Linked DNA regions of Mus musculus: region 1 is linked to region 2. Evidence: chromatin contacts called from public promoter capture Hi-C data. All regions are on one chromosome and are shown on one strand. The core of a region is the stretch at or near the end of the contact, and the rest is flanking DNA. Distances in the headings are between cores, read along the strand shown.

The links. Promoter capture Hi-C pulls out the DNA fragments that hold promoters and counts their contacts.
Region 1: a promoter capture Hi-C map of embryonic stem cells shows a contact between it and region 2, with 2.4 times the contacts expected there. The contact joins the enhancer-like site here to the promoter of Sirt4 in region 2. A contact is called at or near these places in 11 of 39 promoter capture datasets (the C10 cell line, HPC-7-derived erythroid cells, cranial neural crest and 6 more), 2 of 484 Hi-C or Micro-C datasets (the G1E-ER4 cell line and large pre-B cells), 8 of 115 datasets of contacts at active chromatin or transcription factors (astrocytes, bone marrow-derived macrophages, embryonic stem cells and 4 more) and 1 of 9 other capture datasets (embryonic stem cells).

The regions. Positions count from the first base shown.
Region 1 is chr5:114,977,791-114,984,268 of GRCm38.p6, forward strand. It overlaps Hnf1aos1 (a long non-coding RNA gene), which reads left to right. Exons shown (of 6, transcript XR_878697.3): 2 at 1,439-1,563; 3 at 2,370-2,509; 4 at 4,428-4,591. Among named protein-coding and RNA genes, the nearest start is that of Hnf1a, 10 kb to the left of the region's middle. Within about 2 kb of position 1,576, at least 155 of the 459 cell types and tissues checked have an H3K27ac peak or open chromatin away from gene starts, as enhancers often do. A contact at or near this core is called in the G1E-ER4 cell line, bone marrow-derived macrophages, embryonic stem cells and 4 more, where this site is marked.
Region 2 is chr5:115,480,279-115,486,448 of GRCm38.p6, forward strand. Sirt4 (sirtuin 4) reads right to left here and starts at 4,206. Exons shown (of 5, transcript NM_133760.1): 1 at 4,054-4,206; 2 at 2,346-2,840; 3 at 1-247. The coding sequence starts at 2,833. Gm42007 (a long non-coding RNA gene) reads left to right here and starts at 4,172. Exons shown (of 2, transcript XR_878704.2): 1 at 4,172-4,285; 2 at 5,765-6,170.

The DNA.
Region 1 (6,478 bases), core at 326-2,825, 510 kb before region 2:
AGGATAACATTGTGCTCCTCACCCCGCCCCCCCCCTCACTGTGTGCCGGGAATATTTATATAGTCTCTAAGGGCTTTGTACAAACTAGATAAAAACTATTGGGTGACCACTTCTGCAGCCCTATTTTATGCATTTTATTTTGTTGTGTTAGGACAGGTTAGGGTTAGGGTCTAGCTATCTGGCTGGCCTGGAACTCACTCTGTAGACCAGGACGTCCTGCCTCTGCATCTGAGTGCTGGGAGCAGAGACACGGCCTGCTTTGTTTGTCTTGTCTTGTTTTCCTTAACACCTGTAAGGATGTCCTAGCTAAGTACCATTGTGCCCATAGACTGGACACAGCAGCTCTGATCCTGGCATTAGATTAGAATCTACCACCTTCATTTCCAGCTCTGTGACCATATTTGCATGCAGTTTGCCAGTTCACTCTGTATCAAAAGGGCCATAAAGCTGGTCTCAGGAGGAAGTTATAGCGTGTAAATAAGGAATAAAAGTTGCTTCCTTGACCAGACTGAAGGGGGGCAGGGCACGACTGTGGTTTTTTGGTTTGTTTGTTTGTTTTCTTGTTGTTATTTTGTTTTGTTGTTTTTTGCAAGGCATCCAGACAGGTGTGTCTGTGTTACCGGCTAGATCTCTCTAAGATCCTTCTAGGATCCATGGTTCGGGAACTTCACCTTTCCAGGGTCTCCACAGACATAGTAAATGTTAAAAAAAACAGCTGTGCAGGTTTAATCCCAAACGCTGGGATTAGAGGCCTGCGCCACCACTGCCTGGCGACATATTTCTTAAATTATTTTTTGTGACCAAGCAAGAGGGATGCTGGGTCAGCCATCCCAGAGTTGCCTTGCCTTTAACTCACTGCTCCTTTGGATCTGTGCCCAAAGCTCGTTCCTGGCGCTCATCCACGCACAATTTTCTGAGCCCGAGTTCTGAGCGCATCTCTGCAGCAGGGTTCTCACCCGCTCTCACAACCGGGTGCAGATCCAGGAACGAACACATCCAACAGGAAAGAGAACTGAGGTGTGCCTGGCCCTTGAAAAACATTCCTTTCTTTCTCTCTTTCTTTTTTTAAGATTTATTTTATGTATATGAATACACTGTAGCTGTACAGATGGTTGTGAGCCACCATGTGGTTGCTGGAAATTGAACTCAGGACCTCTGCTTGCTCTGCCCCAAAGATTTATTTATTATATGTAAGAACACTATAGCTGTCTTCAAAGGCACCAGAAGAGGGCGTCAAAGCTCATTACGGATGGTTGTGAGCCACCATGTGGTTGCTGGGATGAGGACCTTTGGAAAGGCAGTCAGTGCTTACCCACCGAGCCATCTCACCAGCCCTGAAAAACATTTCCTATTAATTGTATATTGTGGGGTGAACGTGTGGAGGGCAAAGGACAACTTGCGAAATCCAGCTATCTCCTTCCACCACCTTCTTTCTCAGATTTTTCTCGAAGGTGTGTATTCAATCCAATGAGACGTGAACGCAGGGAGAGCGGGACAACTGTATGCAGCTCTGACCTGGACGCAGACAAACTCGGAGCAGGAAAAACAGCGTGGGCTGAGCAGGTTCGGTGTCCTTCCGCGTGGATGCAATCTTCTTCTTTAGCAGTAGAGGGCGCTCGACCTCCACGCGCCACAGCTTCCTGCCATTCCTGCCTAAGAATTCTCCAGTCAGGGGAAATTTTGTTCAGATCCACCCACTTTATTCCTGGTTGAGACTCCCCGCTCCGTCCAAATGGCAGAGAATCTCTTGTCTGAGCAAAACACTTCAGGCAGCCTTGCCAGGATCTCACCTGCTTTCCCTGCTCCGCAGGTGCTGTTAGGAGACAATCTGGTTCTCACAAGCCAAGAGCTCGGGGACATCTATGATACTGAGATGCCAATCAAAGTTGGCCAAACAGTGAAACGAGGGCTGGCAACACTCGCTGGATAAAGGGATTGCTATGCAAGCGTGAGGGCCCGAGCTGGGATCCCTGGCACTCATGAGGACACCTGGGTGTGGCTTTGCGTATCTGTAACCACAGAGCAGGCGGAGACCGGAAGGATCTCCGGGCTCACTGGCCAGCAATCTATTAGAAAGAGTGAGCTCCAGGGTCAGTAAGGGACCCTGTCTCAGAAACTAGTGGAGAGCATGATAGAAGACACCCTCCACCAACCTCTGGCCTTTTCCTGAGCCTGGAACACACGGACGCACGCATGCGCATAAACACACACTGAACTAGGGCTCAGGGACCTGTTGAAGGCACCATTGGCTGGAAGAGCCCCGAACTGGGCAGACAATATCAGGCTTTGCAGATCCCGTGGCTCCCCTGAGCCTGTTTCCTTATCTGTCCGGGAAGGACGGTGTGTCTAATACATGGAAATTATTGCAGAATTACCACTTGCAATCCTGAATCTTACCTAGAAGAAGGCAGAAACTTCCAGAGCGGTACCGCGTGGAAGCCTGGCATCAGACTGCCCACTGTAGGAAACCTCCCAGCTCCATCCAGTGCCTACAGGAGCTGGGACACAGGTACCGGCGGATAAGCCTCCTCCCCCACTCGCCACCAGGGTTGAGCCTATGTATGGTCCCTTACTCTGACAAAGCTTCTCCGTGCTTCAGGGACTTGACCCATCCCGGGCTGAGTCGCCCTCCCCTTCCCAGGCCGGATGTTTGTGCCCGCCTCTCCACAGCTGTTTATTAAATCCTAATTCCTCTTGTAGACCTGAAAGGGGTAGAGCCAGCGAGGGGAGGGGCTTAATGTCCTTACCTCCCTCTCCCCCACCCCTCAAAAAAAAAAAGTTCTGAGAGAGCTTGTCTGCTCCTCCAGGAGCAGACAAGGGGCCTGCGAGTGCAGCCCAAGTCAGCTCAGAAAGCTACAGTAATTTAGTATCATCAGGTATTGCGCCTAGCTGTGTGTAAGAGAAAACCCAAGGTCAGGGTGGTATTCCAAATCCGGCCTAATTTCTTTCAGAAATGGCACTGGGGGGGTCCCACACAATGTTTCCACTACCCTTTTACCCTACTATCTTTGTGGGTAGACAGGCTCTAGATCCCAGGAGACCTGTGGGGCTTCCACCTGCCTGCCAAGGGTCTGAGCTCACTCATTTGCATATATTATATTCTACTATATTACTATAAATTATATATTTTATATTATATGCATATATAATGTAAATATTATTTTTTATATATTAAGCCAGGTACAATGGTGGATTCCTATAATTTCAGCTACTCAGAAAGCTGAGGCAGGAGGATTGCAAGTTGGAAGCTCAAGTTGGAGCAAGGCAGCCTATATAAACAAGGGCTATATAAACAAGACTTTGGCTCAAAAGGGGGGGGGGAGTAAAACAAAGGAAGCGGGGAAGCTCTTGAAACAACTGAAAAACAGTTCAAGGTCTGAATAGTGAGAGGTTTTTAATCTGAATCAGAATTCTCCATTGTCAGGCTGAGGATGTATGTAGTCCATGGCCTGCCTGGAATGTGCAGAGCCCAGGGTCCAACCTCCATAGGGCTATACACTGGGCAGGGCCTATAAACCCGGCATTCAGGAGGTGGGGGGAGGAACATCAGCATTTACTGAGGGTCATCCTGACGCCTGGGATGCATGAGACCCTGTTTCTAAACCAAAAGAATTCACAATGCTGTCCCCTATAATAAATTAATTGGCTTTTTCTTTTCTTTTTTCTTATTTCCTCCTCCTCCTCCTCTTTTTCTTCCTCCTCTTCCTTGTAAGGTTTCACTGTGAGGCCCTCGAAATCCCCCTGCCTCAGCCTCCCCATAGCTTTGACTTACCACCTCACTCTCTGGCATCTCCGTCAGAAGATCTTGAACTCAGTAAGAGTTTCCTCAGGTGCCAGGCAGTAGTGGCACACACCTTTAATCCCAGCACTTGGGAGGCAGAGGCAGGCAGATTTCTGAGTTCGAGGCCAGCCTGGTCTACAAAATGAGTTCCAGGACAGCCAGGGCTATACAGAGAAACCCTGTCTCAAAAACAAAAACCAAAAAACAGTCGATTTGGGGCTTGAGGTTCCAGAGTCGATGACGGTGCAGTGGAGGTGGCAGGCAGCAGGCAGGGCCAGCAGCAGCCCAGAGTTCACATTTTGAACCTAAAACAGGATGAAGAATGCTAACTGGTAATAGCCATTAGAAACCTCAAAGGCAGCCCCCAGGGCCACACTTCCTCCAGGAAGGCCACACCACCTAATCCTCCCAAGTAGCCACCAACTGGGGACCATGGATTCAAACCAGCGCATCAAGTGAGCCAGAGGATGCGACCCCCGACCCCCGGGGCCAGCTTCACCCAGAGAGTCAGCTCCACTCAGGGTCACAGGCTACCTCCTCTCCTAGACGCCACTCCAAAGAGCCCGTACCTGTACCGCCCTCACAGACCTAACTCGGAACCAATCAGAGGATGATTGACAAGTTTTTTTTTTTTTTTTCCTCCGAGTGGAGTTGCTTCAGCGCCACCTCCCTGAACTTGTTAACCGAGCAAATCCTCCAGGCTCAGCTCCAGCCGCCAGATCAGAAGCCCTGGAGGTGGCCCTGCAGTTTCCAAAAGCCCTCGAGGGTTTCCGGATGTGTTTCTCCGTGGGAAACTTCCACCTTTCAAAGGTCTATGGCTTCTTTTGTTGGTTTTCATTTTCGTTTTAACAAAAAAAAAAAAAAAATTACTTAGGCAGAGTGGTGATTGGAGGCAGAGGCAGGGGCATCTCTTTGAGTTTGAGGCCAAGCCTGGTCTACAGAAGGAGTTACACGACAGCCAAAGTTACACAGAGAAACCCTGTCTAGAAAACAAACATACAAACAAACAAAAAAACCAAACAAACTGTATTTAGTGCAGCAGGGTGGGGGGTGGGTGGGGGGGGGCGTGCATATGGGAACAGGACCACAGCCTGTGGAAAAAGGTTCTCACGGGCCACCAGATAGGTCCTGGGGATTGAACGCAGGTCTTCATGCTTGACAGCAAGCGCCTTTATACCCACTGAGCTGCCTTGCCAGCCCCTGGTTTGTTTGTTTTTGTTTTGTTTGAGACAAACTCTCAGTATGTAGCCCAGGCTGTCCCAGGCGCTAAAGTGACAGGTGTAAGCTGCCATACCCCCTTGTGACTGCAGGTATGATGAAATTCCGTTTTGAGTAATAAGGAAATGAGTTCCGAGAGGCAAAGGCCGCCTAGCTGTGTATGAGGGCTGGGTTTTATCCTTACATCACGTGAGGAGAGCCAACCTCTCCCCAAGGAACCCAGCCAAGAGGAGTCCAGCTGCAGCAGAGATCATTTCTTCAAGAAAAGTTAACAGAAACTAAAAATTAGGCCGGCAGGATGGCTCAGATAAAGGGATAAAGGCGCTTGCTGCTAAGCCTGGTGACCTGAGTTTAATCCCTAGGACCCACGTGGTGGAGGGAGAAACCAACTGTATATGTGTGAGCCCCTCCCCCACACCTACGTGCCACTAAATAATGGTAAACAGAATTAAAAAAAAAAAAAGTGAAAACCAGTTTTGTGTTTTATTATTATCATACCACAGAAATTCTTTTAAAAAAAAAAGATTTATTCATTTTATGTACATGAGTTTTATTTATTTTATGTATGTGAGTACATTGTCCCTGTCTTCAGACACACCAAGAAGATGGCATCAGATCTCATTAAAGATGGTTGTGAGCCACCACGTGGTTGCTGGGATTTGAACTCAGGACCTCTGGAAGAGCAGTCAGTGCTCTTAACTGCTGAGCCATCTCTCCAGCCCGATTTTTTTCATTTTTTAAAAATAGTTTTTATTCTCTCTATCTGAGTGACTTGCCTACATGTATGCCCAGGTACCACATGTGTGCAGGGCCCTCCAGGGCCAGAGGAGGGCACTGGATCCCTTGGAACTAAGGTTACCAACAACTGTGGGTGCTAGGAATGGAACCTGGGTCCTCTGCAAGAGCAGCCAGTGCTCTGAGCCGTCTGCATTTCTTTGTTTCTGTTTGATTTTGAGACGAAGGTCTCCTGTGGCTCAGGCTGAAGACGGCTTTGAGTTTCTGAGCCTTCTGTGTAGGTGTCTAGTATCACAGGTATGTGCCTCTGTGCCCAGTTCTCTTTGGAACATGAGATTGAACCCGGGCGCGCTCATGTGCCATGCCAGGATAACACTTCACCTAGTGAGCTACAGTCCCGGACCCTTCTTCATTTTATCTTTCCTTCCCTTGAGACAGGATCTCTCAGTTCCCAACATTGCTCCACATGGCCTGCCTCAAGCTCAAGGCAATACTCCTGCCTCAGACTCCTGTGGACAAGCATGAGCTACACTCCTGGCTATAATTAGCTCCCTTAAAAAAGAGAGAGAGAGAGAGAGAGAGAGAGAGAGAGAGAGAGAGAGAGAGAGAGAGATGGCGCACGCCTTTAATCCCAGCACTTAGGAGGCAGAGGCAGGCGAATTTCTGAGTTCGAGGCCAGCCTGGTCTACAAAGTGAGTTCCAGGACAGCCAGGGCTATACAGAGAAACCCTGTCTCAAAAAACA
Region 2 (6,170 bases), core at 2,956-5,455:
CCGGTGCACAAAGTCAACCTTGTCTGGGTTCACCGTGTCCCCAAAGAAAACGACGTCCGGTTTCAGAGGGCCGCCGCATCGATCACAGCACGGGACCTGAAAGCTCCGGACCTGCTCCTCAGTGAGGAACACGTCGCCGTCGGGAGCCACGCCCTGCGCCTCGGCGCTCCAGCTGGGGTTCAGGGCTTGGAAGCGTTCCTGCAGCACCCTGCGGGCAGTCTGCTCCCCACAGTTCAGGCACAGGACTCTAAAGACAAATATGAAATCTGCTGAATATAATTCCTGGGAGCCGCGGAGCTGCCAGAGCAGTCCGACCATTTTTAGTCCCCCTCCCCCAAAACAGTGACTTTCTTTTCCAACCCCCCCCCCCCCGTCCCATTTTAGGACATCCAAGTGTTCTCCTTTCTCCCCTTTGCAAGGTTCTCAACCTGTGAGTCCAGACACCTTGAGTCGCCTAGGACCATCAGAAAAAACGCAGCTAGTGGGCTAGCGAGATGGCTCAGCGGGTAAGAGCACTAACTGCTCTTCCAGAGGTCCTGAGTTCAATTCCCAGCAACCACATGGTGGCTCCCAACCATCTGTAATGGGATCCGATGCCCTCTTCTGGTATGTCTTAAAGACAGCTCTGGTGTACTCATACATAAGATAAATAATAAAAATAATAAAAGAAAACATGGATAGTTACATTAGGATTCATATCATTAGCAAAATTATAGTTATGAAGTAGCCACAAAAATAATTTTACGGCCAAGTGTCACCACAATGTGATGTATTAGAGGGTTGCTGTGTTAAGGTTGAGAGCCACTGCTCTAGATTCCATTCGAGTGGTTTTGTCCTTAATGCATCAACATATACTCTACCCTCATTTCCTTAGTACACAATCCCGTGCCCCTCCACACTTGCTCTGTCCATTATAATAACTGTCACTACCACTTCATTTAAAGACACCTTTTGAAGGGTGGGGATGCCATTAGGTTGGTAGCGTTTTTTACCTAGTAGGCACAAAGCCCTGGGTTGGATCCCCAGCACCCCCTAAGGCAGGTGGGTGCCCCACACTTGTAACCCCAGCAAGCAGGAAGTGGAGGCAGGAGGGTCAGAAATTAAGAAATTTAAAGAAGCCGGGCAGTGGTGGTGCAGCTTTTGATCCCAGCCCTTGGGAGGCAGAGGCAGGGGGATTTCTGAGTTCCAGGCCATCCTGGTCTACAGAGTGAGTTCCAAGACAGCCAGGGCTACACAGAGAAACCCTGACTCAAAAAAAAAAAAAAAAAAAAAAAAAAAAGAAAGAAAAAAGAAAAAAGAAATATAAAGAAGATGTCTCACTTGGAATAGTGCTTGCTATGCACACATGAGAACCTGAGTTCAGACCCCAACACCCATGCAAAAGGAAAGGCCTATCGCCGCAACTCCAGGGAGCAGAGACAGGAGGATACCTGGGACTTGCCAGCCCATCAACTGGTGGAGACAACTAAGGAAGACATTTCCACCTCTGGTCCCCACATGTGCTCACATACCAGAATATACACAAATACAAAGTCACGATCATCCTTAGCCACATAGCAAGTTCCAAGGCAGCCAGGGATATAAGACACCCTGTCTCAAAAAAAAGGGGGGGGGCAGGTGTGGTGGTGGCACACACCTTAATACCAGTGCTCAGGAAGCAGAGGAAGGAGTAACTCTCTGAGTTCAAAACTAGCCTGTTCTACAGAGTGAGTTCCAGGATATCCGGGCTACACAGAGACACTCTGTCACAAAAACAAACAAACAAACAAACAAGAAGAGGAGGAGGAAGAGAAGAAGACAATAACAACTTTCTTTTGGTGAGAAGAAGAAAAGAAGAAGAGGAGGAGGAGGAAGAGGAGGAGGGGGAGGAGGAGGAGGAAGGAGAGGAGGAGGAGGAGGAAGAGGAGGAGGAGGAGGCAAAAGCTTTCTTTTGGTGAAATAATTCTTTCTTTTTTTCAACCCAAACTCAGGGTTAACAACACTACCCATCAACCTCACAGTGGCTCTTTCTGAAATAAGTCTGAAGTCCTGGGCTAGAGCCACCGCAGGACGCAACCCCACTCACGTTATTTTTCCTGGTGCTGGGAGACTGAGCTCAGAGCTTTGCCCAGGTGACCACTGCACCCGAGCCAGGCAGAAAGCATCCTCTCCTGGCTTGCTCCCTCCCCTGCTCCCGTCCCTACTTCCTCTCCTCAGTTCACTGGGCCTAACTCCAAAGAGAACAACTTGCTCCGGGAGCCTTTGCTTGCTCTCCATCTTAAGATAACCCTGGTCCAGACAGCCAGGGGCCGTTCACCTGGGGGACCACACGTCTTCTTAGGGCCAAACCCCGCAGACTTCTGCACCTGTGCATGCATCCGTGGAGCTCCGTCAGCCGCTGACTCCCTGCTTTGGAGTGCAAAGCGTCCACGTTCTGAGTCACCAACCAGTGCAGCTTCCCCAGTCTCTCCCAGTTGCTCAGAGCCCAGTGTGCTGGGTTGGGTTGGTGAGAGGAGAATTGAGGCCAGCCCACAAAGTTTCGGGCCCAGTACCGCTGGCGGACCGGAGCACTGCGGACGAAATCAATGTGCTGGATGGGTCTCCGGTCAGTGCGGGCGTAAAGTCCCACCTTTTCTGACCTGTAGTCTGGGATGCCGGACTCGGTGGAGATCCCCGCGCCTGTCATCACGAGGAGTTTCTTGGAAAGGCTAATGAAGCGCTGTAACTCTTTGATCTTTTCAGGGTCCAAAGGAGGGCTGGGCGGCACAAATAACCCCGAGGGTCCACAAGAACGCGGCCGGCTGAGGTGGGTGATCCAACGGCCCTTTGTCGGCCTGAAAGTCAATCCGCTCATTCTTATTCTGGAGAGAAAGAAATCCATGAGAGCAGCTGGGTTTTACAAGTCAAGTTAACCCACCAATTGATAGACACCGGAACTCTATTCGACTATGAAAATTTTGCCACGGTGGCCCCGGCCTGGGATTGTAGCACTGGGGAAACAGAAGGGAGGACGGTTCGTCCGGAAGCCCTTCAATTCTCAGCACCTACAATGGTGACTTACAACTATCTTTAACTCCAGTTTCAGGCCCTCGTCTGCGCTCTGCAAGCGCCGAGGAATAAAAGGGATGCGCAAATACACGCGCAGGTAAAATACCCAAACACATAAAATAAAATTTAATTTTAAAAAATTAAATATTTTTTAAAACAAACTTTAAAAAAATTTTTTTTTACTTATTTTATGTATATGAATGGTCAACCTGCGCGTACACCTACTTCCCAGAAGAGGGAAGAACTCATCAGAGATGGTTGTGAGACACCTTGTGGTCGTTGAGAGTTGACCTCAGGACCTTTGGAAGAGCAGGGGGTGCTCTTAACCACTGAGCCATCTCTCCAGCCCTAAAAAACAGACTTTTAATAGCCCATTATTTTTCACCTGCTACTAATATAAACATGTTTTAGTAATATTTATATTTTTGTTAATATTATCTCTCATGGGACTATTTGTTCTATAACTCTACTTGGTTTAAATCAGATATTATTATTATTATTATTATCATTACTTGAGACAGAATTCCCTGTAGCCCAGGCCAAGGAATACAACTAAACCGAATTATATCATTTCTCCAAAAGATTTTTTAATTTTAGTATGTCAGTTTTGTTTTGTCTTTTTCTACACGGTTCTCGGTACCAAATCCAGGGCCTCTGGGATGGACGCTAAGTAATCACTCTGTCTGCTTACCCTGCATTGTAAATTCTGCTACTTGGACACATAAAAATCAAGGCATACAAACTTGCCTGTCTGGTTTTCTAGTTGTAAAGACAAGCCTTTGACACAGTCTTTGACATAATGCGGAGCTATCGAGTGATAGGCACACATATTTAGGCTTGGCTTCCTATCCAAGAAGAGCTCAGGACCCTGCTTTCTCCATGAGATTTCCCAGCTACGTGTGAACGGCTAAACAGTCGGGTTTTGCCGGGATAAATCCTCCTTGTCCCCTCGAGAACAAAAGAGACAGATGGAATCCCTAGTAAGAATGCTCAGCGGGAAACCTTCAGCCGGATCAGAACACTTACCTTCCACAATTCTCACCCAACAGTGGGACTCGCTTGTTACGTGTGCATCTTGGGAAATGTAGTCCGCGAAGCCGATCTAGTTGGAAGAAAACTACAAGTCCCAGAATCCTACGTGTCTCCCACGCCAAGATTCTTGGGCGCTCCTCTACGGATTGCCCGCTGTCTTTCCTGCTCAGCTCAGTTAAGGTTCCGGATATGCTGCTGACGCCTGGGGCAATGATTGCCTTTTGAGGTTCTTGTAGTGTTTGTTTGTTTGTGGCTTGTGTTGTTTGCTGAGAGAGGGTCTGACATATCCTTGTCTGACTCCAAATCCGTGATCCTCCTGGCTCCACCTCCCAAGTGCTCGGATTAGAGGCTTGTGCCACCAAAGAAGTGGTTAATATTTCCCATGTCCTGCGTGCGAAAGAGGATCCAAGCAGTCCTAATTTAGGAATTCGCTCTCTTAAAGAAACTCTTTCACTAGTAGCACAGGACAATAATCTGCCACTCAATAGGCTTAGGCGGAAGAATCACGAGTTCAAGGCCAGTCTGGGTGACTTAGTGAGACCTCGGACTCAAAATAATACTGTAAGAGCACTGGGGCTATAGCTCGGTGTCAGCGCGTTAGCCCAGCCCTGGGTAGCCCTGAATTCACACTAGCGGGCATTTCTCCATCCAAGACGCTTTTTAAAATAGACTGGTTTTTTTTTTTTTTTAATAATGTGTGTGTTTTACCTTCATGCATACAGGAGGAGCTCCTGACGGCCATAAAAGGGCGTCAGATCCCCTGGAACTTGAGTGACAACCTGTTGTGAACTGCCCTGTGGGTGCTCGGGATGGAATCTGAGTCCCCCTGCAAGAGTAGCAATGCTCTTGTTTGTTTGTTTTGGTGTTTTCGAGACAGGGTTTCTCTGTATAGCCCTGGCTTTCCTGGAACTCACTCTGTAGACCAGGCTGGTCTCAGAGATCCACCTGCCTCTGCCTCCCAAGTGCTGGGATTAAAGGCGTGCTCCACCACCACCTGGTGAGAAGCAATGCTCTTAACCAGTGAGCCACCTCTTCAGCTCTCCCAACCCCTCCCCAAAAGACCCTTTCTTTGTTTTTTGTTTTTGTTTTTCTGAGACAGGGTGTTAATGTATAGTCTGACACTTTTTTTTTTTTTTTTTTTTTTTGGTTTTCCGAGACAGGGTTTCTCTGTTTAGCCCTGGCTGTCCTGGAACTCACTCTGTAGTCCAGACTGGCCTCGAACTCAGAAATCCGCCTGCCTCTGCCTCCTGAGTGCTGGGATTAAAGGAGTGCGCCACCACGCCCAGAATTTTTTTTGACACTTTTAATAATAAATAATTGCCCCCTTTGTTTTGTGTTTGTTTTAAGATGGGTTCTCACTATGTAGCCTTGGCTGGCCTGGAACTCCTTATGTAGACCACGCTTGGCCTTGAATTCATGGAGATTCACCGGCCTCCGCCTCCCTAGAACTTTGATGAACTGAACGATGTGTGCCAACACGGTTCGCAGATTTGATTGGTTTTCCTCCTAAGTGCCCACGTCCACTTCCACTGCAAAGTAATTAAATTTCCTGCTATAAGTTAAAGATTGATAGGGGTCTGCCAGGTGGCTAGGCAGGTGAAGCTCTGCCACTTGACAACCCAACTTTGACCCCCTGGATCGAGGGAGGAGAGCGCCAACTCCACTTTTGGCCCACATGCACACACAGTGTTCTTATTCTAAACAGCAAAATAGATCGTGGATGCTGGGGAGATGGCCCTGAGGCTCAGAATTACAGCTGAAGCATGAAGACCTATGTCTGGATTCCAGTACCCACATAAACTCTCCTCCCAGCACAAAGGCGAGCAGAGAGCAATCGGACGGCTGGCACCTGCTTGCTCCCAGCCTGGTGGAAGAACTGGAACTCCGAGTTTATCGACACGCTGTCAGATTCTGCCTCAGAAGGAATAAAGTAGGGAGTGATGAGGGGGATCCCCAAGATTCCCCTCTGGCCTCCGCTGACTCCCCAACACATACGCAGTACACACACACACCCCAACATACAACCAATTTGGATTACGAAGAAATGTGTCCACGGACTTGAAAATGGACGCTTTGGCAGCAACTATGAGCAGAGCCACGTATAATGCATA